Linked DNA regions of Mus musculus: regions 1, 3, 4 and 5 are each linked to region 2. The links are chromatin contacts, called in public Hi-C, HiCAR-type and HiChIP or PLAC-seq maps. All regions are on one chromosome and are shown on one strand. Each heading gives the region's core, a stretch centred on a gene start, on an enhancer-like site or on the middle of the called end of the contact. The rest is flanking DNA. Distances are from core to core; before and after follow the strand shown. Region 1 overlaps St8sia6 (ST8 alpha-N-acetyl-neuraminide alpha-2,8-sialyltransferase 6). Region 2 holds the start of Rsu1 (Ras suppressor protein 1). Region 3 has its middle 19 kb from the start of Vim. Region 4 overlaps St8sia6 (ST8 alpha-N-acetyl-neuraminide alpha-2,8-sialyltransferase 6). Region 5 overlaps St8sia6 (ST8 alpha-N-acetyl-neuraminide alpha-2,8-sialyltransferase 6).

Region 1 (5,300 bases), core at 2,716-5,215, 400 kb after region 2:
GTGGGAGAGAGGGGAAACCAATCAACACAGGTTTGCTTAACAACTAGAAGCAAGGCTACAATGTGGCTCAGTAGAAGATCTCCAATTCCCAGGACCCTTACAGAAAAGAAGCCACAAATGCCATTAGCTGGGTTCCAGAAGCTTGGCTTTTCCTGTGTGTTTAGGAGAAGGAAAAAGAGTAAGAAAAAGAAACAGAAGCAGACTTTAGAGGGGGTAAAAAACAGAAAAGCACCAAAGGGGCTACAGAGATGACTCCTTTAGTAAGAGCATTTGCTGTGAAAAGATAACTGAGTTCAAATTACCAGCTCCCATGAAAAACCATAGACAGGTCTGCAATCTAGCCCAGGGCATGAAGAGGCAGGGGAATCCTGGGAGCTCCAGTTTCTGGTCATCCGGTCTAACCTAAGCAATAAGCTCCAGGTTCCACGGGAGGGTCGTGGGAGTCTGAAGACATAAGGTAGAGAGCAGTCCAGGGAGACACCGGGATGGCTTCTACATATATGTGTGCCTTCACAGTATGCATTTCTCTTACTGTTCTATAGTCACTGAAGTAAAAATGTGTCCTTGAGCCCTGGACTCCGCACCCTTCAGTTATGGAGTCCATTGGTTTGTTATGTTATAGTGTGCATCCTCACAGGCAGAGAACGTGTTTCTTTATTTGTCATTTTCCCGAATCTCTCATCCCATGGCTAGAACAATTCAGTGCTCATAGTGAGCTTTTCATAAGCACTTGCTGGCTCGGTGTTTCCCCCACCGTGCATTCCCAGCTGTGTGTTAGAACTGGCTCATTTGACATTGCAAGAGCCGACTGGGCAGCACTCAGCAATTCTGTGAGCTGGCAGTTAAATCACCAGTAACATAAAATTGGCCATGATGTTAGTATCTAAACCACAGAGCATGGGGGGGGGGGTTACAACACCAAGGCTCCCTGTCCTCAAAGCTAAGTCTCTGGCCCCACTGGTCTTAGGATGGCTGTGGTTCTAAGATGCTCAAGGTATCCACACATCCCTGAGCCACAGCCACAACCACCAGCTCCTGAGACTGACTGCATCAGCGAGATGTTTCACAAGCACACAGAGGTTTCTGTAGGCTTGCCTTTAAATTTTAATTGTCATATTATGTTTATTGTATGAGAGGCACTGTTCCATAGGTATAACTTTCTAACATATTTAACTCACACACCACTGTGTGAGCATTTCACAGATGGGAAAGTAGAGGGGCATACTGAAGCAGAGGCTCTAGACAGACAGGTCTGGGCTAGGACCCATCCAGGCTGCTCCAAGCCATTCCCCAGCCCTGTTTGTTACTAGTCAGTACATTAACTTGTCCATGATACACTTCATTTCTCTCTATCCAGAAGGCCGGCGTGAATGCTTTCCAGATAGCAAAAGCTATTTCTTGACTCTGAAATTCAAACTCAGGATGGCTACAGAGTCTTTACTCAGTGGTGTCTCAATAAATTCTGAATTTTATAGACTGGGTGGGATGCAATAATGCAAATATGCTCTTTATGGCACAATAGCAAAGATTACTAAGGGAAACATAGCTCAAATAAAGCCCTCAAAATAATGACTGTTTTCTCTGGTTTCTTGATCAGTTGGGAAGAAACAGCCATATGTTTGGGGAACCAGAATTCACTAGGAGCAGAAATAAATTACAAACCTCAATATTCCCTAAAAATAAAGCAGTTTTTTGGAGGCAGGTACTTCATAGTTTTGATGGAAAGGTTTCATGGCAAGCTGCTCTGGAGGTCCTAGGGAGCTATGGGCTCAGAGGAGCAGAGGGGCGTGTGGGCCTTGGGTAGGGGCTGCTTGCATCCTGAATCCCAGCCTTGGAAGGTAAATGGAAGCAGCACAAGGTGACATCATTTTACCCAGGTCACTGCAGCATTTCTTGTTTTCCAACTAAAATCAAACAATTCAGGATAACAGGAAACGCATGCAGTCATTATCATACAAAATTACCAACTCTTGACAGTTCTTTTCAAGATGCTGCACGAAAGGCAGATGCACTGCGGCCTCTCTGAGCTGAGCAGCAGAAGGCATGCATGTGAACATCTGCAGCCTAGATGAAGAGGCACTGCTTACAAGACTATCCTAGGCCTCCCATGTACAAAGAAATACTTGGTTATTAGCATGGTTTCACTACTGGTAGTTTCGGGACACAATAGGATGTTTTATGAGGGTCTTGGCTTTGCTTTGTATGCCTTTTGTATGTTTTTGTAGTAAGGGGATGGAGCCCAAGATCTTGTGCCTATTATGCAAGAATTCTGTCACTAAGCCATACAAAGTTCCAGCTCTTGGTATGTGGGACAGTCTCATTATGTAGTCCAGGTTGGCAACAAACAAACAAACAAACAAAAACAAAAACAAAAACAAAGCTACCACCCCACTAAACAACAACAAAACCAGACAAAAAACAAAAACCAGGACCATCTTGACTCTACCTTCCCAGTGGAAGGATTACATACATAAGCTATAGGTTCCACTAAGATTTTTTTCCCCTTAAACCTTCTTGAAGTACGCTTATTTACAATAAGCTGTGCTCTTTTTTTATCACTTAAAAACACCAAATTTGTTTACTTTAAAAAAGATTTTATCTGTTTAATGAGTACCTTTTCTGTCCTTTTCTTCTAGAATATTTCCAGTACTTTATCATTTTCTAGGTATTTCTCAGTTATTCTCAACAAATTATTCTTCCTCTGAAGTGCAATACAAAAAAGGTTGAAATAACTTATGTTTCGAGAAGTCAAATAATGAACAAAGAGGGAGTTAAGCACAAAACTATAACTATTGGTAGTATGCTGCATAAATATATTGATCCCATGCTTGTCATATCAATTTGGCCTCATTGCTTTTTTTTTGATAAAACACACCTATGAATGCATGAATATAAGTGAGAGATTTTTTTATGATAAAAATTTCTTCAATTTTGTATTTGTAATCCATAAAAAGTTTTTTTCTCACTGCCCCTAGCATCAGAGTATGTATCGTTTACTCATGTTTATTTACAGACGTGTAGTGAGTGTACATATGCACTAGGGAATGTTCTAGGCACTTGGAATATAGCAGTGAACACAGTAGACAATAAGCCTCGTCTTGAGGACGTTATGTGACTTGACCGAGACACTCACATAGTCATGTAACAATGCTAAGCCACAAGAATGGGTGTAAGTCATCTAAAATGGCAATTGGAACAGTGTGATTCTAGGCAAAGCACGGTGGTCACCTCCCTACGCTCGGTCACTACAGCTCTGAAACTCCAAGTGTTTCAGGACATTCACTGAAAAGTCAGGTGGAGGGCTGAAAGCACTTATCATTTACTGTATAAACCCTCTTCAGAGGGGGCCACACTGCAGCCAAAATTGTTTTCATTAGGGCCCAGCTGGGGATGGAGTGGTAGAGTCCTGCCTGATCAAGTTTGGGCAAGGTCCTGGGTTCAGCCCCAAGCAGGAAAAAGATAAAATTCCTTCGTTCTCTGACAGGCCACCACTCTACATGTCCCATATATAACATTCACATGATAGCTTTAAAATTATACTCTCATTACTGGGTGTTATGACGTCACACAATCCTCACTCACCACTGGAAACATGTGGAAAATGTTCTCTCGAATGGGGATGTGTTTCTTGCTTTCCACCTCGTAGCTCATGTTAGTCCCCACTGGAGTGTTGTTCTGGGAAACCACGAAGTCTTGAATGGCATCGCAACAGGAAGCCAGTTTTGCTCTATAACGGATGAGAATGAAAGTAAGCAGAAGACGACAACGAAGAGACAAACTCGGACTTAACAGATACAGCGAGAGGAGCTGCGCTGCCGAGTTTCAAAAAGAAGTCAAGTCAGGCAGGCAAGAGTTCCTCTGCAGCCCTGGGTGGGGGGTGGTGAGAAAACATACACACCCTTAGGCAGTAGCCCACTTCACAGCAGGTAACAGTCCTGAACACAGCCGTGGCAAAGGTTAAAAACCTCCACGCAATCAGACGGCCAGGACAGACAGAGAAACGAGAGAATCCATCACAGTAAGCCATCATAAGCTTGGGACGTTTCAATCACCCAGAGGAAATTCTGATCCAAGAAAATTTCAGTACAAACCCACTTCACATAACTTTAATATAGCACATTGTTATGGTTGTATTTTTAATTATTATTATTTTTTAATGTGTTGTGGGGGTTTGATTTCCTCCTATGCTTCGGCACCATCTGTGTGCAGTACTTGCAGAGACCACCAGAGGGCATCAGCTCCCCCGGAACTGAGGTTGAGATAGTTGTGAATCGCCATGTGGGTGTTAGCATCCAACCTGAGTCCTCAGGTAGAGCACCCCAGTGCTCTTAACCACTGGGCCATCTCTTTAGCCCCAGTTTTAACTATATTTTATCATGAGTAAGTATTGTTAATCTCTTACTGTGTAGGATTTATCAGCTAAACATGTACATGTATAATATTCTATGTATGTATATATGTGGTATACATTAACAATGTATCTATATTCACCTATATACTATGTATACTATGTCTATTTAATAAGTACTATGGATATATACCATATACATATTATATATCTACTATACATATATTATATGTGCACATACATAAAATACATATACATCATTCACACACACACACACACACACACACACACACACACACACACACGAGGCCCAACACTGTCTGGGGTTTCAGACAGCCATGGGTAGGGGGGAGGTTATGTAATGGATTTTTCAAGCAAGGATGATGAAGGAAAATATTATACAGTTGTTTTGTAATAGGCTCCTCCTCATCTCTGTCCCCTTGAGACTTGGCCTTGTGGTGAGGACTTGGGGTTCGGGGTTCGGGGTTCTCCTAGCTCTTTCTCACAGACCTTGTCAACATTCCTTCTAGCTCTCCTCAATTCCTTTGTCACTCCCTGCCAACCTGCAGAATCGCTCTCTATGAAGGTCCCACAGCATCCTACTCTTGGCTGGGACTGAGAACAGAACACCCATCCACCAAGGTGAAACCAGAGAGCTACATATAGATACACCAGATACTTTGATCCCAGGGCAAAACTACAAAGATGAACAGCCAAGACAACATGTCTCCCCACAAACATATCAGCTAAATGTAGCAACTGTGGATAGAAAGCCATTCTGCTGATTAACAGGGAGTCACAAAGAGATGGACATGGGTGAGAGTGGATGGCTCACAGGGGCTGCATGAAGAACCTGGGGGACCAAGAGGTGTATTGTAACAGGCTAAAGAAAAGCAAGTTAGCTGAAGCAATTATGAGTATGTTCAAGGACATTAAAAAGGATATGATAATG
Region 2 (5,149 bases), core at 2,065-4,564:
AAGGCCATCCAGGTCTACATGAGATCCTGTCTCAACAAAATAGAAGGTAACTCACATCTCTTCATCTATGGAAACACTTTGGTGTGCTCATACATCCCAAACCCCCAAGCAGAAATGCTGGCATTTCAAATGCTTCAAAGAAATGCAAATCCTCCCTTCTCATCTTCAAAGCCAAATCATTACATTATTTTTAAGAAGTTAAATTAGTAAATGCAAAAAAAGGAAAGCTTAGGGTACAAGACACAGTCATTCTCTCTGCATGTAAGTTAATGGTTTCCTGTGTTTAATCAGGATGCTTGCATTCTAAATGTCATAGCTGCAGATAAACCTAAGCAAAAGAGAAGAGAAGAGAAGAGAAGAGAAGAGAAGAGAAGAGAAGAAGAGAATTCTTACACAATACTCGAGGTAATTTTATCATATAGCACCCACATTGGATGCCAACTGATTGCTGTTTTAAATTTATTTGTGTTGTGTTTGAGATGAACCCCAGAACTGCACATGTTCTACACAAACGCTCCACCACTGAGCTCCAATCCAGTGAGTGGCTGATAAAGCCAGTTTAGGGTCAGGCTTCCAGTGAACACTCTACAGTCTTCCAGGTTCTTAGGAGTCCTGACAGCAAGGACTCAATACACCCAGCCCTTCCTTAAGCCAACACCAGCAGAGGGAGTGAGATTTTTAAACTTCCGCTGATCTTTCCAAGAAATACCAATGTTGTCTCTTGGTTTCTGGTTTGAGCAACTACAGAAATGACCTTGCTTTTTATCCCCCAGTATTAGACCAGAAGCAGTTTTTTTTCCCCTTCAGGAAGCAAGTGGCTATCTTTTCCCCTGTAGTAAGAGCCAAGGCTTCAAAGAGATAATGGAGCTGAACTGAAATAGCAGAGCTACTCTTGTCATTTGTTAATATTACATGGGTCTTCATCTTCCAGAATGATACAAATGGCTCAGACCACTGTGGGCTCAGGCTTCAGCCCATAGGGAGGCATGCAGCAGGCAGAGAACTAGGTGCTGTTCAGGGCGCAGATGCACCTGGTCCCCTGCTCTCTGTTTAGCCTCTTCTTCCTTTACAGCAGTGGAAACCGAAATAAAGCCAAAGCAATGGGAGTGTCTAGATCCTCGGCAGACACTTCAGTGTCAAAAATCACCACAAACCCATTCTTACTGCAAGAGACCAACACATGTCACCCAAACCAAGAAGTTATCAAGATGCTAAGGGTATGTCAAAGCAGGACTCTTCATGATAGCTAGATGTCTGCAGTCCACTTTGGCCTTAATGTGTCAACATCCATCCCAGCCTGTACTCCAAGAACAGACAAGAGTCTTCATGCCTAGGAAGCTATCCACTGACTTTAAGGTCTCTGTACAGCTCCCCTCTGGTTGATGTTCTAACATCCTACTCTGACTCCTATCAACATTTAGAGTGCCGACTGTGTTCCAGACACTATTCTCAAGAACACAAGCATGGCATTGCATATTCTCTTGGTATTCGAATGAGGAAGAGAGTCTACTGGATTAAAAATAAATTAATTGGACTGGAGAAATGGCTCAGCGGTTAGGATCACTGGCTGGTCTTCCAGAAGTCCTGAGTTCAATTCCCAGCAACCACATGGTGGCTCACAACCATCTGTAATGGAAGCCCTCTTGTGGTGTCTCTGAGGAGAGCAACCGTGTACTCACATATGAAATAAATAAATCTTTTTTAAAAAATTAATTAATTAAAGGCTATGCAATCTGTGCCTTGTAGAAAGGTGGGTTCACACAGGAAGATAGAAAGAGAACGTTTTTCATAGGCTATGATGTCTGAGCTGACTCTTGGCAGTTAAGTTAAGGGACGTCAGGTGGAAAGGCATATAGATAAGGAGACAACAGACTTGCAAGTCAGGAAGATCTGGCTGCTCAGGGTCACTCAGTGGAGCTTATTCAACATCGCTTGGAATGAATGCATGGAAGGGATCGGTTTATGATCAGAATCAGACCTTGTATGTCCCGCTGAGGAATGTGGGGGTACCACTCTCAACAGTTAAGCTCTCAGAGGATCCAAATGAAGTCACAGGAACCTACAGAAGCGTGGTGACTTACTTAAAAAGTGTTTTCAAAGACCAGAATTAGTTTGCAGAATTTAAAGATCATGAAAAAGTGGACACTAGAATTCTCAACACAAAATCTGGCGATAGTGATGCAGCATTTACACATGGGGATAACCGTCTCCATGTGGAGAAGAGGAGATGCCCATGAGAAGGGCACAGGCAATGGAGTTTATGACCATTCCCACTTGTACTGAGTTCCCTGTCTGGTTTTACAGATGAGAAAAAAACAATAAAGTAAGAGTCATATAAGTTCACAGCTGAAAGCAACACCCTGATTAAACGGGTGCTGAGCTTGGATCACAAGATTGAGCAATGCCTGAACACAAATGGGAGAATGACCCAGGAATACGTAATGAAGGAAAATGTTGAAAATACTACTGGCACAAGAATTCTTACTATGCATGTAATTTTTGAGTACCACCAGCTCATGATTCATAGAGTAAAACGTGACTTCCAAATTACAAACAAAAATGGCTACTTGGGACACTACATGGAAGATGGACTTCAAAGCTATGAAGCTCCCTCACCCGCTGAGAAGGAACTGCAGCACACCTCGTGTGACGTTCTCATCTGGTTCACCAGTCCCAGCAGAACTAACTGTGGTTTGCAAGCTCCTGACAAGTGACCAAGTGACGAGCAAAGGTGGAATGGCAGGCTTCCGAAACTCGCCTCCCAAGAGAGCAGTTACTTACAAACTTAGCAACTGTCCAAGAGAACTTACACAAGCCGTTGACATCCAACATACTGGAGATACCCCTGTCACTCATGTCCACTTCCGGCTGGTTCTTCTCCCTGCTCTCCTCCACCAGCTTCTTCAGTGACTTGGACATGTTCTGTAGCAAAGGACAACAAAGCACGTGGATGATGGCAAAAATGGGAGCCTGGGGGTTGTGGGGCAGGTTAAGGCAGGAAAGGAGCAGAGGCCCAGGCTGAATTCTCCAGGGCTGCCTAGGGGAGAATGGGTATCACCATGGAGTCCTTAATGGAGGACTTGGACCCCGCACACTCACCGCAGCGAGCAACACCTGGTGGGTGTGATTAGGGACCTGCAAGGGAAACTCGGGTGGAGAGCGATGAACTGGATCAGCCGAAAACAGGATCCCGCAGCAGGAACACACCCTGTCCCAGCGATCGCGCAGGCGCACACAAAATCCGGCCAACCCCACGCCCCTCCCGGCCTGACACTTCCCAAATTAGGAGAACTGTTTCCCAGCTGTGGCTCCAGGCGAGGCTCTGCCCACTGAAGAAAGTGGACCCCGAGGCGGACCAATCGTACACGTTTTAGTCTCAGAGACTCCGCCCTACGCTGAGGAACGCCCATCTTCTTGAGTTTGGAACTTGAATTGGACTCAGCAAGTGCATGTGATCTAGATTCTGCGCATGCTCAGTAAGCTAGCTGAAGGACAAAGTTCTGTGGGCGGAAGCAGGGGATTCTAAGCTGGTCGCTGGTACCGAGGTAGACTCTTAGAATGCAGCTTGTGTTGAGGGATTTGGAGTTCCGTCCTGAGAAATCCACAAGTCAGGTACTCTCTTTTGTCCTGCGTCTTTCGTTGCCGGTCCCCTCCCACGGAGAGTTGTTACCGTGAGTCCCTCGTGTGCCCCTGGCTGTCGCAGACCTGGTGGAGGTATGAGGTCTGGATTATGGTAAAGATTCTGAAGACAAAGATTCCGCCCGAAACTTATGTCCTCAGCTGGTAACTCACAGGTTTCTGTATCTAACTGTTTTGCTCCGTTCCTTTTGGTCTTGGGAACTGGAATCTATCTCCCTTAGGGTTAGATGCTAACAGTAAACCACGACTATGTCAGAAGTCTGAGTTGGTGTTTACACCCATGAACCGTGAAATCTTGGCTCTTAGAACTCTCCCACTTTCTTCAAATAGAATGGATGGATAGATAGATAGATAGATAGATAGATAGATAGATAGATAAACTTTCTGCTGACCCTCTGGGTTCTACCTCCTAATGACTAGATCTTGATGACCCAGTAAAAAACTTAATCTTAGTGACAATTTCACACTATTAAATAGGAAATCATTCCAGAATTATTCCTCTGGCATTAGGTACATGACAGATAAGCAGTCAGACAGACGTGCAGAAGTTTAGACACACATATATAAGCAATGAGCCAAGCAGGTACTAGAAAAAGATTCGGCACTTTGAATTTGAAAGCAGAAATTTCTCCTTAAACACACTTCAGATGAAACGATGATACTTGCAATGCAGGCAACTTGCATTGTCCAGGCCTCATCACTTTTTTTTTTTTTTTTTTTTTTGGTTTTTCGAGACAGGGTTTCTCTGTATAGTCCTGGCTGTCCTGGAACTCACTCTGTAGACCAGGCTGGCCTCGAACTCAGAAATCCGCCTGCTTCTGCCTCCCAAGTGCTGGGATTAAAGGCATGTGCCACCACGCCCGGCTTGCCTCATCACTTCTTAAGCTAGACATTTGCTGAGAGCACTGATCTAGCACAGTCTCATACAAGCTGTGGATGCAGTTTCAGTTTCTGTGAGCCCTCTAAGCCCAAAGCATCAATATTTATTAGTGCTTTTTGAAAGGTTACTGATAGTTTTTCTCTGGCTGTTTCTGATGGAGATAGTTTTACTATATAAGTTTAAAGCATCATTTAGGGCTGGTGTAACAAAACGCCATAATTCTGAAGGCTGGAAGCCCAAAGTCAAATGCAGGAAGATTTGATGTCTTCTACCCCTACCCTGCCCCCTTAGCCTGGAGACTGCCGCCTTTCTTTGCACCCTCACATTACTTTCCCTCACCCCAGTTCAGTTCATCCTCCACGCAGCTATGATGACCACAGCAGATCTCTTGCATCATGACCTTCCCTTCTTCCTCTAATGGATATTTCTTTTTCTCAGCAGCTCTAAAGACAATAAGTTTAACCTTACCTCTGTTTGCTAAGTCAGTTTGTTTCAACAGTCTACTTTTGTTGGCTCCTCAGGCAAGAGTCTTTTTTGGTAATTGATCTTAGTTAACATTTCATGTTCAAGCCTGAAGACCTTGGCTGATTTTTCTGCATGATTTGTGTTGTTTCCTGACCCCCTCTCACT
Region 3 (4,848 bases), core at 2,145-4,644, 320 kb after region 2:
TACACAACTATAAAACACATCTGTGTTACACACACACACACACACACACACACACAAGCCTAAGACTTTAGAGCCTAGATTCTGCTTCCAAAATGGTGACTTGTCATTGTATCTTCAGGAGGGAACAGAAGTCATGTCCTCAGATGGTACAGGGGGTAGATAGAGTGAAAAGGGATGAGCTCTTCCAGATTCCCTTTGTGCAAGTGGGGACCTCGTGGCACACTTCTCTTCTGAAACCCACACTTCCTAATGCTACGTGTTGGGATGTTTTTGTCAACATGAATTGTGGAGAGATCAGAAGCCTAACTTCAAACACCAAATTAGGACACAGTGGGAAATGTACATTGTAATCCAATTTTATACATTGATACAGAAGCACATATTATAATGAAAAATCAACCATCCAAGTTGTGCTGACCAAGGTCCTGCCAAAGGCAAGTGGTGGGTTAGACAGGACAGGTGCTTTATTCGAAGGATGAATGGAAGAGCGGAGTAGACAGGTGACTTGAGTTCCAGGCATGTATCCCAGGTAGGTCTGACAACAGAAAAAGGAAGGAAGAAAAGACAGAACAAGAGTTGTTGCAGAGAGCAGAAGAGAGAGGTTTCAGGCAAGCCAATGAGGATCCTCGGATCACTTGCACAGCAAAGCGGCCTTGCAGCCATGGTTCAGACCAGTGTCTTCACTGTATGCATGCAGTGGTTGGGGATAGCAGAAGATCCTGAACTATACACATGGTGGCAGGTGCAAATGTCAATTCATTATGTTCCTGAAGCAGTTATTAATCTATTTTCCTGCCACTAGACACATTTGATGATAGAATGCTTTAAATATTTGTATGTACTTCAAAGATGCTAAATTATTTGTATGCTATGCATGTCTTAGACATTTAAGATTAATTTAAGATTAATCAGAGGCTAACATTTAACAGGCTGAAGGGAAATGAAAACCATATGATCAGATTCACAAATGGAAACACTCTGCTTAACTGATCATTTAATCATTATATATACTGTTAGAATGAAAATATAAGAACTTTTCTTAACTTTTTGTCGGGAACCTATACACAATCAAGAGCAAGACCAGGTACAGTGGTACATGCCTGGACCCAGAACTTGGGAGCCCAAGACAGAGAGATTGTGATTGGGGGCCAGCTTGGACTAATTGTTCCTACAAGACCAAACAGAACAAGCAAGAATAGTTACTATCTTCTCTTCAAACCATACTACACTATAGTAAAAAACTTAAGCCAAAATAAGGAAGAGATTTAAAAATCTTGAATTATAAATGACATTATTGATGATTTGGTAAACCCAAAACAGCTCTGTATGAAGCAGAAGGTTAAGAGGAGATGTGTCATTCAGGACAAGATAAAGTGAGATGAGATGAGATGCTAATACTTAGGTAAGAGACCATGTCCTGCTAAGGGGCATTACACTAGAATGATTTGAGCATCAAAGCCATAGAGCACCCCCAGATCCACATATATAAAAACTATTTCTGATGGCTTGTGGTAACAGAGCCCTATTTTTTCTGACTACTTTTACCCCAAACTTGAAGCAATAGGCAGCACGACATAACAGTGATGTGGTTCTAACATCCATTTCTAACTTTCCAAGCTTTTAATAACACATAACTTTCATATCTAAGTGCTCATTTTTAACAAACTTTATTTTATATCAATAGTCTAAAGCTAATTTGGGGAATTTTGTAACAGTAGGTAATTAATCCACAACAGCATTCTGCCTTAAAATTATTTCTTTTTCCATTCACTGACTTTTCCCTTGCCACAATCCAGTCCATGTTTCAATTAAATATGGGTACAGAATCTCCAGTTATGTAATCGAATGTGTTTAGGGTCATGAGTCCAATTAGATAATTGAACATTCTCTGCACCACCTCCAGATAAATTCTCATGCCCTCTGTGATTCATCGATCATGAGTTAGTTTACTGTGAGAATAAAGGCATGGATTGGTTGGAGCTGTCCACGGGTGGTAGATAGGATGAACTGCCTGTGAAACAATGTAATCAGCTCTCGGCAGAATTCATTTCAAAATGTCTCTCCCCTTGGGCTGTGACAGAATCAGGCAGTTTTTGTTCCAACTGCCATGAGCTTCAGCAAATCATTCTTCATGTTCTCCATTGTCATGTTCTCCACTGTCACCTTTAAGCCCAAGTCACATTCACCTGCTTTTGCTTTCAGACCGGCAGAGCCCAAGGGAAGCAAGAGGTCATCCATATAGTTCTAGTGTGTTCTAGAAAGAACTGGATACAGTCAAATAATCGGGAAGAATTACAGCATATCTATGTATATGCATGCATGAATCTGTATCCACACATGTATGAAGACGATGTCATGAAAGTGATCACTCTGTATGCTCAACTAAGCTAAATAGTAAAGGAAAAAAAAAAAAAGAATTGGGTGTGGTTAAGTCTGTGCCTGGCCTTCAGGCCATGGGATCATGACATTCTTCAGTTTGACTGTAAGTGCTCTTGACAATACTATAGTGATGAGATTTTACTTTCTCTGCCAAAGTCAACAGCAGACAGGAAATGTTCGAGGTAAACAAAATTTCATAGAAAGAACGCTTTATGAGGAAGACTAAGAGGTGAGTTACATCAAAGCTACTCAAAAGACCTTGATGAATGGCCCTTCATTTAATAGGTCATGTGATACATATGATCCAAAAGTAACTAATCTGAGGGTCATAAACAGAGACTCTTCTTAATCATTCTCTCTTTGCAAAACGTTAAACACCCACTGTGGTCCTATGTAGTCCCCTGTCTGTTCCTCTGCAGCTCTTTTCTCTGTCATTGGCACTTTATCTAATAAGTGTTTCCTTTATTAATTAAGGTTGTTATGTAACAGTTCCATGCATGTATAGAATTCTATTCACTCTCTTCTATATACCTTGTGTTGATTCTCTCACATTTCAATCAATCTCTCTTTCTTCGTCTTGATCAATCTCTTTCCCAGAATCATGACTTTTTGGGTTTGTTTTGCTTTCTTTTCGAGTCTTTGCCCCATTTAGTTAATCAGGGCTACTTGTGTGCCCACTGGCTTGGAACCGTTCACTGGAGGAGTCATCATGGAAGACAATGCCTCCTCCTCTCCCCAACTCTATCAGTAGCAAATAACTTAGCAGTGAGGGGTGATGTCCCCTGAGCCTCACTCCCAGTCATACCTAGGTAATCTTTCATACAACAAATAGAATTTTTAATTTTCCTTAGAAGACCTGAGAAGCCACCACTAAAGCAGTAGTGGAGGTAGACAGCTGAGGTCTGCAGGCCAAAGCTGATGGTGGTAAGGCAGGCATAGAGTAGACGTTGTTTCCTAGCCTGAGGCTGGGGCCATCTGCTATCTCTTAACTGTTAGAATCCAGGGAGCCACCATGATCATAATAACTGCAGGGCTGGAAGGACATTTAAAGCCACTGACTCACAGGAAGCTGGGGATGTCAGTTATATACCCTGACTTCTTTAGGAAAGAAATATACTCAGCCATCAAGAGTGCTTCTTAACTCCTACAAGCAGAGGCAGGAGTGGAAGAGGCAAAAAAGGCTGGTAGCAATTTGGTCACACGAAGTTGCTTACCCTTTGATGAGTTCTCACCCTTGAGCTGATTTTCAGGTTCAGAACCCAGCAGGTAGTGTCCAGGAAAAGGCTTAAACTGTCACAACCCTAGGTCCTGGGTTCTAATACCTTCTGCCAAGGTGACTCAGTGATGGAAACCATTTCCTGAAATAACTGTGTGGAAGCCCAAATCTTCTGAAGATTCTTGGACACCAGGTCTTTCAGTTATTTTCACTTTTCAGACTGTGCCTCCAGAAAGAAAAAATCCTTTATCTTTTAGTTCTTCTGATGGCCTCTCTCTTCATTTCTCAACACCCCAAAGTTTCAAAATCGTCATTGTCTTTTAAAGTTATTTTTAACTTAAGTAAAATATAATACTATTAGTTCTCCCATCTCTCCTGTGTCCTACCTGTCTGTGTCGATCTCTGTCCCTCTCAACCTCACAGGCTTCCTCTTCTTGAACCATTATTGATAAATTATCTTTTTCTTTTAATGCTTCCTCATACAAGTAACTGTTCTTGACCTCATTACTATCTGTCCCTTTGCTCCATCTTTCTTTTTCTCAAAACGACATTTGCTGTAACACACTCATTTCAACCTGCTATTGCAACCTTATGTATTGGGTCACTTGACAGTTTTTGTGGCCTCCCTAGAATGTAATTGCCTGAGTTCAGGAGTCCCCTTTGTTTGTTCATTGGTCTGTCCCCAGAATCTGCAAATACTGCTTGATCAGTATCAAATAAGAAACTCCATTCAAAGGCAGGCCATACATTCATGCTCTAAAGGAAGTTCCTGAAATTGAAAATGGGCATAGAAAAAAAGCTACCCTATGACCCACACAATCCTCAATCAGTCAAGCATTTGTAATCCCCACTTCATAGATAGGAAAACTGAGGTTTACAGATGGCAATAATTAAGCAATATTGACAAGGCCATCCAGATAGCAAATCAGGAAATAGAGATATAAGTCCACTTCCAAAGTGTGGACTGTAGAAGCCTAATGAAAAGGAAAACAGAAATTAATAATAATAGTAGTAATAATAATAATAATAATAATAATAATAATAATAAAAACCCTCTACCTTGTAATGGGTTGAAGCTCTGAGGGAACATTAAACTATCCAATTTCTAGACATTTTGAGCATAACAACTCTTGCCATCAATCTTCATATTTTCTAAATTATAAACTAGGCCTTGGGAGTAGCCCTCAGTCTTCCAGCCTTCCGTGGGTCCTACCATCTTTTGCCTTGTGTTGCTAATCAGGCCTCAGAAGTGC
Region 4 (5,052 bases), core at 20-2,519, 450 kb after region 2:
CACACACACACACACACACACACACACACACACACACAATCTATCATCTATCTATCTATCTATCTATCTATCTATCTATCTATCTATCTATCTATCTATCCATCCATCCATCCATCCATCCATCCATCCATCCATCCATCTATCTATCTATCTATCTATCTATCTATCTATCTATCTATCTATCTATCTATTTATCTATCTCATGTACACTCACCAAATAATAACAGTAATAATACATTTGATAAAACAAACTCTGAGTCCCAATATAATTTCTTTCCCTACTTCTTCCTTCCCACCTCTCATCCTCTCTCTAGAAGCACTTCTTGTGCTAGTCTAATGTATTATCGTGCTCCCAAGCATTTGTTTATTTCTAATTTGTTGTGTGTTTTATCCAGGCAGCACTGTTAATGAAGTGAATTACCCAGCCAGCAGTGCTTTGAATTATGATGCCTTTGTAATGCTCAATTGTGGGCCGGTGACAACCAGAGACCAATAGAACTGTCATATACACCTTCCCTTAAACTGGAAAGTATCTTTCTTAATAAAAACAAAATAGCTTTGCCCAGCCATAAACCAGGCATGCGGTGTGCAAATTAGAGAAGAGTGTCTGATGCAGAGTGGAGATGAAGAGGCAAAGGGGGTCTTTGGAGTCAGTGAGGATGACCTTGCCTTTGGGCTTCAGTCTGGCCTTAGCCTTCAGCAGGGGAGTTTCTCTTTAATTTTTACCAATAACACAGCTAACAGGATTAAATGGGGCTGGGGTGGGGGTGGGTATGTATGAAAAGACCTGACACATAGAAGCCAATAAATATCTGTTGAGTTCTTGCTCTAAACTCATTGTTGAACTTGACTTCATGTCAGTCAGTAATTCCTCTAGGCCAATTATTCTGTTCTTATAGAGGCTGCCTACATCTCTACCTGCAGGGAGTCACTCAATCCCAAGAGAACAGGCAAGGAGTCTTTTAGTTTCCTTTGCCTTCTGTGTCTCTCCAACCCTTTTTTTCACTTGAAATCTTCAGTTTCTTTCCTGACCTCTACCTTTCTCTGGTGTAAGAAAACAAGAAACGTCTGTAGCTCTGAGGTGGGAAAACTCATGACCAGCAAGCAGATCCATCTTGAAGGTGAGCATGCAACCTTGAGGGGATGCAATGGCAAGCCTTCTTTAACATCCAATTGGGAGGCAAGTTTCTGCTAAGTTAACGGGAATGGAGAAAGGGGCAGTCATGAGGAAAACAGGAATGCCAAAGACTCTGAGTCAGATACAATGTGGTAAAACAAGAGACTGCTATGAGTCAACTGTGGGTTGATGTGTAAGCCTTCCCAGGGATCTAGTTAGAATGATCCAACCCAAAGGACCAGGGTACAGGTGAAACAGACTGGATATTGCAAGCCACAGAAAAAGGCACAGAAGCAAACGACATCACAGTCTGCTGCAAGGAGCACATTTTAAACAAGATGAATAATGAGAAGACCCATCTGGTACTAACTCTCAATGGGACCTGAGCTGTTAGTGAAGGGAAAGAAAGCAGAACAGGATTCGGATGGCTCCTAGGCACTGTCTGTACAAACAGATTCTGCAAGCTCCAAGTACCATTTCTGTTTCTGTCCCCTTCCAAGTACTTACTGTTGTATAATTCCAGGTCATTGCAATTTTTGGATGAAACCCTCTTACAAAATTATATCAAAGAGAAAATAATGAGCTTATATAATAATCACCAAACTCCACACCAAGGGCCTCTAGCCTCTGCCACCAAGGAGATGTATCTTAGATAGCACTGTGATCCTCCCTCTGGAGATATGCTAGAATTTGGGGAGTAGGTTGGCTTTTAATGCTTCTCAGACAAGCAAGCTGAGATTACTCCAACTGTCCTTCCTGTCCACGTTTCTCTGAAAGGTGACCATCCTTGCTCAGCTGTCCCTGAGCAAGCCTGCCTCACTATGCATCTGAGGCATTTGCCACCTCTGCCACATACTGCCAGCTCCCTAGATGCCTTCCTCCACCAACATCCTCTCACTTGTTGCAAAATAAGCAACTGAAACAATAAAGCTCCTACCATACATATCCCTGGTCCTGATGCCTTAGGACTGGTGACTTGACAAATTCATGGTGTCCAGTTGGTCCGGCCCTCTATGTGCCTTAACAACTCTATTTCAAGCCTCAGTTCTCTCAGTGGCCACTGTAGGCGTTCGGTTCTAGTGTCTTGACCACTCACTGCCCTGCTAACATCTCATTCAATCATGCTGCCCGTTTCAGAGGATACGGTGCTGCTGGGTGCGATTAATCCGTAGCTGTCAGTCCTGACCTTCTGACTAAAAGAAAGACCTCCTCACTCACATGATGATAATGTATCTGCCACCCCAGCCTTCTCTGTCTCCTCTGTGACCAGGTCCCTCTCTACTACGTTTTCTGAAAGCATCTTTACTCTCTGGCTGTGTACTATTGCCACGATCAATTCACTACTGTCTGGAAATAAAAAGCAAAATATGTCACCTTGCTATTCACTCTCTCTTCATTGCCCATCCTAATTACAAGCCACAGCTGCCCACTTCCTTTATTTATAAATTCACTGACTGGCTTTCAGCAAACATCACTATGTCAAAGGAGATCTCAGTGCCTTGCCTTTGCTTCCCAACTTTCAGGGTATCTGGTTTCACCCACAGTCCTCCTTGCTCCCCAGCTTCTGACTGCTAGTCACAACCCTTCTGCAGCTTTTTATTCTAGACTGTTCTGCATGTATTGGTATTTCCTGTCATTCATTTTCTGATGTGACTTTAAAGTAATGACTGGTCTTTAGCTACAGGTCTTCTGTACATTGCCTCTGGGTCTCCTGCCTTTGAAACCTGCCTTCTCTCCCCAAACCTTTCCACAGACCTCTATTTCTATCATCCTTTCTCATTATCCCCCAGTGGTCTGTCTCTCAGGAACACTTGATCTGAGCATGCCACTTCTCTGCTCCAAATCATCCCCCTTTGGGACATGTAGCCCACTTCCTGGTGGGATATCTAAAACATCAGCCACCTATCTGGCTAGCCTTTGACTATGAGTTTAACGATGGTTTGCTAACCACTAAATGGTACAAATTTCCTTTTCTCTCCATTTCCTGCAAGTCTTATACCATGAATTCTGACCACCTTTGTTACTTAATAATAGAATTTGTTTGGTGCCAACAGACAAGCCATTAGGCATATTTTCAGCATGTAAGGAGGAAGCACTCTTTAATAAGACTGTGGGTTGATGATACAAAAACAAGCATTTTGCCTATCATTGTTATCCCTGTGGATGCTGGGCTTTCTTGAAATTCTGTTTTGATAGGTCATCCTTGAGTTGAAAGTGATTACTTTACAAGTCCACCTGACAAGATTTCACTAGAAAGCAAGAAGTTGGGAGACTGTACTCTCTCTTGCCAGGTAATAGACAGTAAGACTCTGGTACTGCAGAGGCTCTGTCTCAAAGAAATAATGTTACACAAATATGCAGAATTCTGCCTTTGGTCCTTAGTATCCACCAAGGCCTCTGAAGAACAGACTGAATGTGACCTTCTGTGTGTGACCTGCAATCATGCAATCAGATCCCCGGCCAAGTAAAACATTCCAAGGAACAATTGGCATGCAAGAATCTCAGGAACAGCAAGTGCAGCTAAGTTCTATTTATGGTAACATAATCGGTGCCACAACATAAAGCTTAAAGTCTAATCAATTTTACTCTCTGAGGAATGGATGCATTAATAAACAGCAGAGCATAGTTTCTAAACACAGAAAGCTCAAATAAGGATTTTTAAAAATAATTATTTTTAATATCCCTTTCTTCATCCAAGAGTGATAAGACCAGAAACCATGCTGACCAGCAGCAGAAAACCCTATGGAGAGGGGTCTAGCAGGCTGGCCAGCCTCTTGGATTCAGGCCATGGTGATCTCCTGAGTCCTAATTCTAAGCTCAGCAAGCAAATTGTTTATAGTGTGTTCCCCACCCCATGCGGGCTTTCTGAAAAGAGAAGAGCAAGTGTGATGATTAATCAAATCAACCAAGAGACATGTCTCTGGGCAGTCTGTAAGGGGTGCTCTTGGGAAGGGGGAACTAAATAGAGTAGATCCACCATGAGAGTAGGCAGAACTTTCCAGAAGATACAGAGTTGCACGGGGATATGTCATCCGTCCTCAGTGTTTGCATCTTGCTAGTCTGTGCATATACCCTTTTGTTGCTACTGCTGCTGCCATGTTTTGCTAACATTAGAATCCAGATTCTTCTGAAGACAGGAGCTTTTCAAGAATTCTCCAGATATTAGCACCAGACTGAGACCACTGAATTCCAGCGATGTGAACTGAGCAGCTTATCAGTTTCTCAGACTCTGCAGCTCACAGACAGTCATTGATGGACTAACTGGTCCATTTGGTATAAGCCAACCTGATAAATCTTTTATAATAATTGTTCATTCTATCAGTTCTGCTCCTTCAGAGACATGTGTATAGCAAGCATCTAGCCCACCATGTAGCTGGTTGCTCTCAGTCCCTAACAAAGTAGTCTTCTGGATTGGAGATCATTCTTGGATGTGACAAGCATTGCTTCTGACATGTTCATACTCAAACACAGATAAAAGTGTAGTTTGGTGCCTACAAAGATGAGAGACAGATCCTGGTCTTTTCCTTTGTTTGGTCATTCATTAGTTATGTGTGGAGTCTACACCATGTGCCTGGGAGACAGGAGGCACTTGAGATACTACAGTGAATAAGGTCGTATCCTTGGAGCAAGACATCTGCTGGGGAAGACAAGCATATATATGCACACATATCATTTGACTTTGCAGTATGATAGCTAGCTGTTTTTATAATCATATTAATTTCAAGAAACCATGAATCTGTGCATTTAATTCAAAATATGGGAACTGCTCTTAAAATAACAGCATTAATAGAGACTTATTCTTTAAACATGAACACTGCTGACAACTTCAATTGCAAAATATTCTGCAGATCATCTCTGTTTACTTGGCTCTTATCTGTTTCCATTTACCATCAATGAAGATTAATCAGCCACCCCTCAATATTAAGTCAGTTATC
Region 5 (5,229 bases), core at 2,422-4,921, 500 kb after region 2:
AACATAGTCACCTGACCCAACATGATGAACTGAGACCCACTGAAACCATATGCCAACAGAAAGCCAACATAGTCACCTGACCCAACATGTTGAACTGAGACCCACTGAAACCATATGCCAACAGAAAGCTTTCTTCTGTAACTTGTTTCTGTCAGGTAATAGGCCACAGAAAAGCAAAACTGATACAGAGCTTTTACAAAGGAGACTAGAAGCAGGTTGTTTAGCCCTCCTGTCATGAAGGGGTAAAGCAAGAAGGTATCTCCCATGGGAAAAGATGCTCACTAGACCTTGATCTTGGCCTGAGCAGCTTCTAGGAAAATGAGAAACAAAGTTCCGCCAATTCTAATTATCCAAAGGCCTGTGTTATAGCTCAATAGACTAAGGGAGCAAAGATATTTCCAGAGGCCAGCGACATGAGATTGTCCTGTGTCCCTCAAAATTCACAGGCTAAAGCTCTAATACCCTCATCCCAATATGGCAGGAACTTTTGGAAGGGTTTGGTATTAGATGGAGTTATAAAGGTGGGGTCCTGAGCAATTGAGACTAGTGTTCTGACAAGAAAAGACATCCAATCAATCAATCAGTCAGTTATCAATCTCTTTCTTTTTTCCCTCCCTCCTTCCCTCCTTCTCTCTTTCTTCTCACCAAGAATGAACCATACTGACACCTTGATCTTGGGCATGAGGCTCCAGAACTAAAATGTATTTCTATTGTGTAAGCCGCCCCAGTTGTGGCTATGGAAGCTGAAAATAGAGAGAAAAATCTAGGTTCATACTAAAACATCTTGTCCTAAGCATGCTTATTTCTTCTGCCTCAAAAGACCCTCCCCTCTCCCCACTCCCTGTCACATATACACTTAGATGCAGAGACATCTCTACATACTATCCAGAATTCTAAGCCTTTGGCTTTGGCCTCTCTGGATACACTGCACTTAAGTCCCCACACATTAGGCTTCTCTCCTCACACAGCTCGCCTCGTGCATAATCTGAATACCCTGGCCATGTTCAGGACATGACTTACTCAGGTCAAGGGACTCTGGCTCTCTCTCTGAAATTCCCATGTAACCAGTCCAGCGCAGTACCAGAGCCCTTGTCTAGCATGTTTCAGGTCCTGAATCAACTCCAACACCCCTCCAGAATAGCAATATAAAATTCACTTTGCCAGGCATGGTAGCCCATGCCTGCAAATCTCAGCACTCAGAAAGCTGACCCTGAAGGATCACCACAAGTTCAAGGCTGCTCTGAGCTATACAGTGAGTTCAAAGCCAAATGTAGATAACTGTAATTGTAAGAACCTATCTGAAGAGAAAAAGAAATTCTTGCCTAAAATTTGTCTTTTACCACCATATAAATAACAGATCAATTTCACTCATGGGAAGTAGAGGCAAGCCCAGCATCTTGCTCCTTAGAACAGGCTACTTCTAAAAGCTCACTCAATACTGTTTAATGTATGTGTTGTGGGCTAAAAGTACATGTGCTGATGTTCTGTACCTGTTGCCTCAGCATATAACCATGGTCAGAGCAGAAGCCTTAAGGAAAAACTTGTATTAAAATAAGATCATTAGGACAACCCTATACTAACATCACTGGAGTCACCAGAGGAAGGGAGATGTAGGAACAAACACAGAGGGATGACGATGTGAGGATACAGGGAGCAGACAGCCACTCACAACCCACAGAGAAAGGCTGCAGTAGACCTTAAGCTTAGGTTTCCAGCCCCCCAGAACAGGAAGAAGGAGTTTCCAATTCAGCAGTCTGAGATGCTTTGTTATAGCTGCCAAAGAAATCTAGTTGACAGTTGCATATTCCCAAACTTGACTGTGCTCCTTTTACATCCAAATTCTGTCCCATTGCCAACACATGAAAACTGAAACCCCTTTGTGTGTCTCCTTAAAGCCATACCCCAACCTCAGATCATGGGTGATAACTTAGCCCTGCCCTAATTTCTGGCTATGACAGTGTCCTAAGTGTTTTCTCAACCTTTGGTTCCTTCCCTTTTTTGGTCTAATTTCTAATTAGGAGGATGTCCATGAGATAACCCAACTGATCCCACACAGATGCAGTGCCAGGCATCTGCTCAACAAAGTACCCACTTCCCAGGATGGGAGTCTGGTACACACCTGGACTCGGGCCTGTGTTTCTCGAAAGATTTAAAAACTGAGGTGACTATCACAGTGGGCAGCAGCTCTGCTTCACTCAAGATAAATCACCCCTCCAAATTAGACCTTATCTCACCGCACCTTTCGAAAACCCTCGAATGGGTTTGCATAGTCGGTGACAGAATGCTTGGGTTACTTCACAAGGACCACCACTTTGCTTGCTAATCATCATCTGCTTCTCCATCTCAGGTCCATCCATCCATCCTCAGCGGGCATCCTAGACTCAATCTGTATCTGTTACTCTTGTGCGGCCTTGACCAAATACCTGATAGATGCTAATCAGGGGAGGAAAGGCTTGTTTGGCTTGTAACTTCTGAGGGTTTTAATCCATCATGATATGGATGGTGTGGCAGAATGGGCCAGTCAGTGGCAGTGGGAACCCATGGATGAGGCTGTTCACATCCCATCTGGCCAGGAAACAGACGAGCAAGACATGAACCAAGGGCAGAAATATAACCTTCAAGGTAAATCTCTAGTGATCTGCTTCTGTAGCTCCCCCCCCCACCTCCTACAGGTTCCCTGGGGAACACCACCACTGGGACACCAACATTCAAACTAGGAGCCTATGGGGAACACTTTTTTTTTTAATATTTATTTATTATATGTAAGTACACTGTAGCTGTCTTCAGACACTCCAGAAGAGGGAGTCATATCACATTATGAATGGTTGTGAGCCACCATGTGGTTGCTGGGATTTGAACTCCGGACCTTCGGAAGAGCAGTCGGGTGCTCTTACCCACTGAGCCATCTCACCAGCCCCCATGGGGAACACTTTTGATTCAAGCCATACCATCAAGCACCCTGAAAGGGCTTCATTCTCCAGTGTATCTTGCCCTTTATGCCCAGCCTTTATGCATGAGCCTTGAGTTTCCTGTGGTCTCTGTGGAATTTTACAGTTCTGAGACTTTCTGTGCTTGGACTTGTTCCCAGGATAGTACTTGCTCTGGGTGCTCACAGCACATGATGCATTTTGTTCCCCACACGGATGATGGGGGCCATTCCTGAACAGGGTGGGCCACTCCTTCAGAGGTAGGTCATGGTCCCTGCCACCCTAGCTGGTTGCGTCACAGCCTCAAAAGATCCCTAGAGATTAAGTGATTGACGCGCTCTGCTGAGGATGCACTGGAGTGAACCTGGCAATCACCTCCCTAAGGCAAGAGGGATGTTGTTCCCCAAATCGAATTAGGTCCCACCTGCATAGCCACTCTCCTGCAGTCCAGCCTCTAAGATAACAGTCCGGGTCTCCAGAAGAATAAATATCTGCTGAAGGGGTGAATGAAGTCATTAATAACCTTTGACTGTGTGCTAGAGTCAGTGCTCTGCTGGGAAGAACATTTCCAAAAGAAAAGGGAAAAATCACCCCTTTGAGTCTGAATAGAAGTGTTTGCTCACAAATCATTCTTTCCTTAGGGGACTGGCTTTTGATGAAAATCACAAGGAAAAGGGTGTGCTCGCCTCTTCCTTCCGTCTGGCTAAAAGGACAAAGCAGTCACACACAAAGCTGGTCCTTAGGGAAACAATGGAGTCTCTGAGAAACATAATCAGTACACTTGATGATTCTTTCATAGCAGAGGAAGGCTACCTGAAGTGGCCACTGAGACACACCCCTGACCTTGATTGGCTTGTAAAGCTTTTCTGAGACAACCACAAGTCTGACAAGGTATTTCTAACCTCCCAGGTTCAGCAAGGACTCCTCTGCTGAGCCCCCACGTGTATTATTCCATTTTAGGCTTCCCCAGGTTGCATGAAGGATATGCAGACAAGCCCCTGAAATGTCCCTCTCCCCTCTCCCCGTGGGCTGTTCTGTATTCTTTGTTGCAATTCCTCATCTGATTCATTAAGTCTGACTTCACAGACAGAAAGAATTCAAAGATCTACAGGCTGATCAGCCAGCAACAGAATAATGGTATGGCACCCAGACCAAGTGTCCTCTCCCCTGTATCTCCCCAAATCCTCTGTACCTGCAAACCTGTCATTTGTGATCACTAATCACCTCGAGACGCCAGAGATGCCTTGGGAAATCACCCTGCACGTCCACGGGACAAACAATTCAACTGTTGTTTCTCCAACCTGAAGCTTAAAAACAGGAGTATAGCCTCTGGCATTAGTAGTACCTTGTTCAGCTGTGTGGCCAGGGCCAGGTTACTACAATGTATCTGCGTCTTCATTTTCCTTACTGTAAAGTGAGTGTTTCAGTAGTCTTACATAATCTCACTGCTGAAAGAGAGCATGATCCCATGTACATAAAGCTACAGAAGCCCAGTGCATAGTAATAAGACCTCAGTAATTGCTAGCACTCCCCAATTCCATTGAGCTTTATTCAATGCACTGGGCATCCTGGGATATCACATCTGAATGACTAGTGTCTATCCTATAAGCAGCAATTTAATCCTGACACAAATGGCCTAAAAACCTTGGGAGGAAATATAAGAAAGAATGGTAGGTGTGCTGGCTAGATTTATGACCACTTGACACAAACTATAGCCATCCTCAGTTTGAAAATATGCCTCCATAAGATCAGGAGGTAGGCAAGCCTGCAGAGCATTTTCTTAATTAGTGACCAGTGAGTAGGGCCCAGTTCATTGCAAGTGGTACCATCCCTGGGGTGATGATGGTCCTGGGTTCTATAAGGAAGCAGGCTGATTAAGCCAGTAAGCAGCATCTCTCCAAGGTGTCTGCATTGCTCCTTCCTCCCTGTTCCTGCCCTGCTTGAGTTCCTGCTCTGGATTCCTTCAGTTGTAGACTATGATAGAGAAGGCATAAGTCCAATAACTCCTTTCCTTCCCAACTTGCTTTTTGGTCATGGTGTTTCACTGTGGCGACAGAAACCCTACCTAAGACAGTAGAGAAGATGGATCATCTGTATCTCACTCCATAAGCCTCTGTGCATTACTTGTGGAATCTTTGCTTTTAATTTAGATCTCTTTACAAGTACTTAAATCTTCTGCATAGCCCAGCAACAAAACACTTGCTTATATGTTTCAGTTGCTGTTTAAACTCAGCCACATAGGCACGTAAAATAACATGATGCTCCTATGCTCACAAGTATCTCAATATAGATGTTATATTTT

Evidence for each region. A called contact is a pair of places that touch in the nucleus more often than the background predicts. HiCAR-type assays count read pairs that join an accessible place to other places. HiChIP or PLAC-seq counts read pairs in DNA pulled down with a chosen protein or histone mark.
Region 1: a contact with region 2 is called in an H3K27ac HiChIP or PLAC-seq map of regulatory T cells, with 6 times the contacts expected there. The contact joins the enhancer-like site here to the promoter of Rsu1 in region 2. A contact is called at or near these places in 11 of 39 promoter capture datasets (the 3T3-L1 cell line, 3T3-L1-derived adipocytes, the C10 cell line and 7 more), 1 of 15 datasets of contacts at CTCF or cohesin (pro-B cells), 14 of 484 Hi-C or Micro-C datasets (B cells, the C2C12 cell line, CD8 T cells and 9 more), 11 of 115 datasets of contacts at active chromatin or transcription factors (the 230-238 cell line, acute myeloid leukemia, bone marrow-derived macrophages and 6 more) and 2 of 9 other capture datasets (adipose tissue and liver).
Region 3: a Hi-C map of embryonic fibroblasts shows a contact between it and region 2, with 12 times the contacts expected there. The contact joins the enhancer-like site here to the promoter of Rsu1 in region 2. A contact is called at or near these places in 17 of 39 promoter capture datasets (the 3T3-L1 cell line, 3T3-L1-derived adipocytes, the C10 cell line and 11 more), 4 of 15 datasets of contacts at CTCF or cohesin (CD8 T cells, the G1E-ER4 cell line, the NIH/3T3 cell line and 1 more), 142 of 484 Hi-C or Micro-C datasets (2-cell-like embryonic stem cells, the AML12 cell line, the AtT-20 cell line and 85 more), 38 of 115 datasets of contacts at active chromatin or transcription factors (the 230-238 cell line, CD8 T cells, the NIH/3T3 cell line and 26 more) and 3 of 9 other capture datasets (adipose tissue, liver and macrophages).
Region 4: a contact with region 2 is called in a Hi-C map of adipose-derived mesenchymal stem cells, with 3 times the contacts expected there. The contact joins the enhancer-like site here to the promoter of Rsu1 in region 2. A contact is called at or near these places in 1 of 39 promoter capture datasets (hippocampal neurons), 3 of 484 Hi-C or Micro-C datasets (CD4 T cells, adipose-derived mesenchymal stem cells and regulatory T cells), 5 of 115 datasets of contacts at active chromatin or transcription factors (bone marrow-derived macrophages, large pre-B cells, memory CD8 T cells and 1 more) and 2 of 9 other capture datasets (adipose tissue and liver).
Region 5: a contact with region 2 is called in a HiCAR-type map of embryonic stem cells, with 3 times the contacts expected there. The contact joins the enhancer-like site here to the promoter of Rsu1 in region 2. A contact is called at or near these places in 4 of 39 promoter capture datasets (the C10 cell line, the HPC-7 cell line, hippocampal neurons and 1 more), 1 of 15 datasets of contacts at CTCF or cohesin (large pre-B cells), 5 of 484 Hi-C or Micro-C datasets (CD4 T cells, CD8 T cells, bone marrow-derived macrophages and 2 more), 12 of 115 datasets of contacts at active chromatin or transcription factors (the 230-238 cell line, bone marrow-derived macrophages, cardiomyocytes and 8 more) and 3 of 9 other capture datasets (adipose tissue, liver and macrophages).

Annotation. Positions count from the first base shown.
Region 1 is chr2:13,668,901-13,674,200 of GRCm38.p6, forward strand. St8sia6 (ST8 alpha-N-acetyl-neuraminide alpha-2,8-sialyltransferase 6) reads right to left here. Exons shown (of 8, transcript NM_145838.1): 5 at 3,583-3,727. Among named protein-coding and RNA genes, the nearest start is that of Vim, 97 kb to the left of the region's middle. Within about 2 kb of position 3,966, at least 10 of the 459 cell types and tissues checked have an H3K27ac peak or open chromatin away from gene starts, as enhancers often do. A contact at or near this core is called in double positive thymocytes and regulatory T cells, where this site is marked.
Region 2 is chr2:13,268,101-13,273,249 of GRCm38.p6, forward strand. Rsu1 (Ras suppressor protein 1) reads right to left here and starts at 3,315. Exons shown (of 9, transcript NM_009105.4): 1 at 3,100-3,315; 2 at 2,811-2,922. The coding sequence starts at 2,919. Gm13270 (a long non-coding RNA gene) reads left to right here and starts at 3,477. Exons shown (of 3, transcript XR_865976.2): 1 at 3,477-3,612.
Region 3 is chr2:13,591,052-13,595,899 of GRCm38.p6, forward strand. No RefSeq gene overlaps it. Among named protein-coding and RNA genes, the nearest start is that of Vim, 19 kb to the left of the region's middle. Within about 2 kb of position 3,395, at least 3 of the 459 cell types and tissues checked have an H3K27ac peak or open chromatin away from gene starts, as enhancers often do. A contact at or near this core is called in the HL-1 cell line, embryonic fibroblasts and trophoblast stem cells, where this site is marked.
Region 4 is chr2:13,724,527-13,729,578 of GRCm38.p6, forward strand. All of the region lies in intron 2 of St8sia6 (ST8 alpha-N-acetyl-neuraminide alpha-2,8-sialyltransferase 6), which reads right to left. Among named protein-coding and RNA genes, the nearest start is that of St8sia6, 66 kb to the right of the region's middle. Within about 2 kb of position 1,270, at least 21 of the 459 cell types and tissues checked have an H3K27ac peak or open chromatin away from gene starts, as enhancers often do. A contact at or near this core is called in adipose-derived mesenchymal stem cells, where this site is marked.
Region 5 is chr2:13,764,515-13,769,743 of GRCm38.p6, forward strand. All of the region lies in intron 2 of St8sia6 (ST8 alpha-N-acetyl-neuraminide alpha-2,8-sialyltransferase 6), which reads right to left. Among named protein-coding and RNA genes, the nearest start is that of St8sia6, 26 kb to the right of the region's middle. Within about 2 kb of position 3,672, at least 5 of the 459 cell types and tissues checked have an H3K27ac peak or open chromatin away from gene starts, as enhancers often do. A contact at or near this core is called in embryonic stem cells, where this site is marked.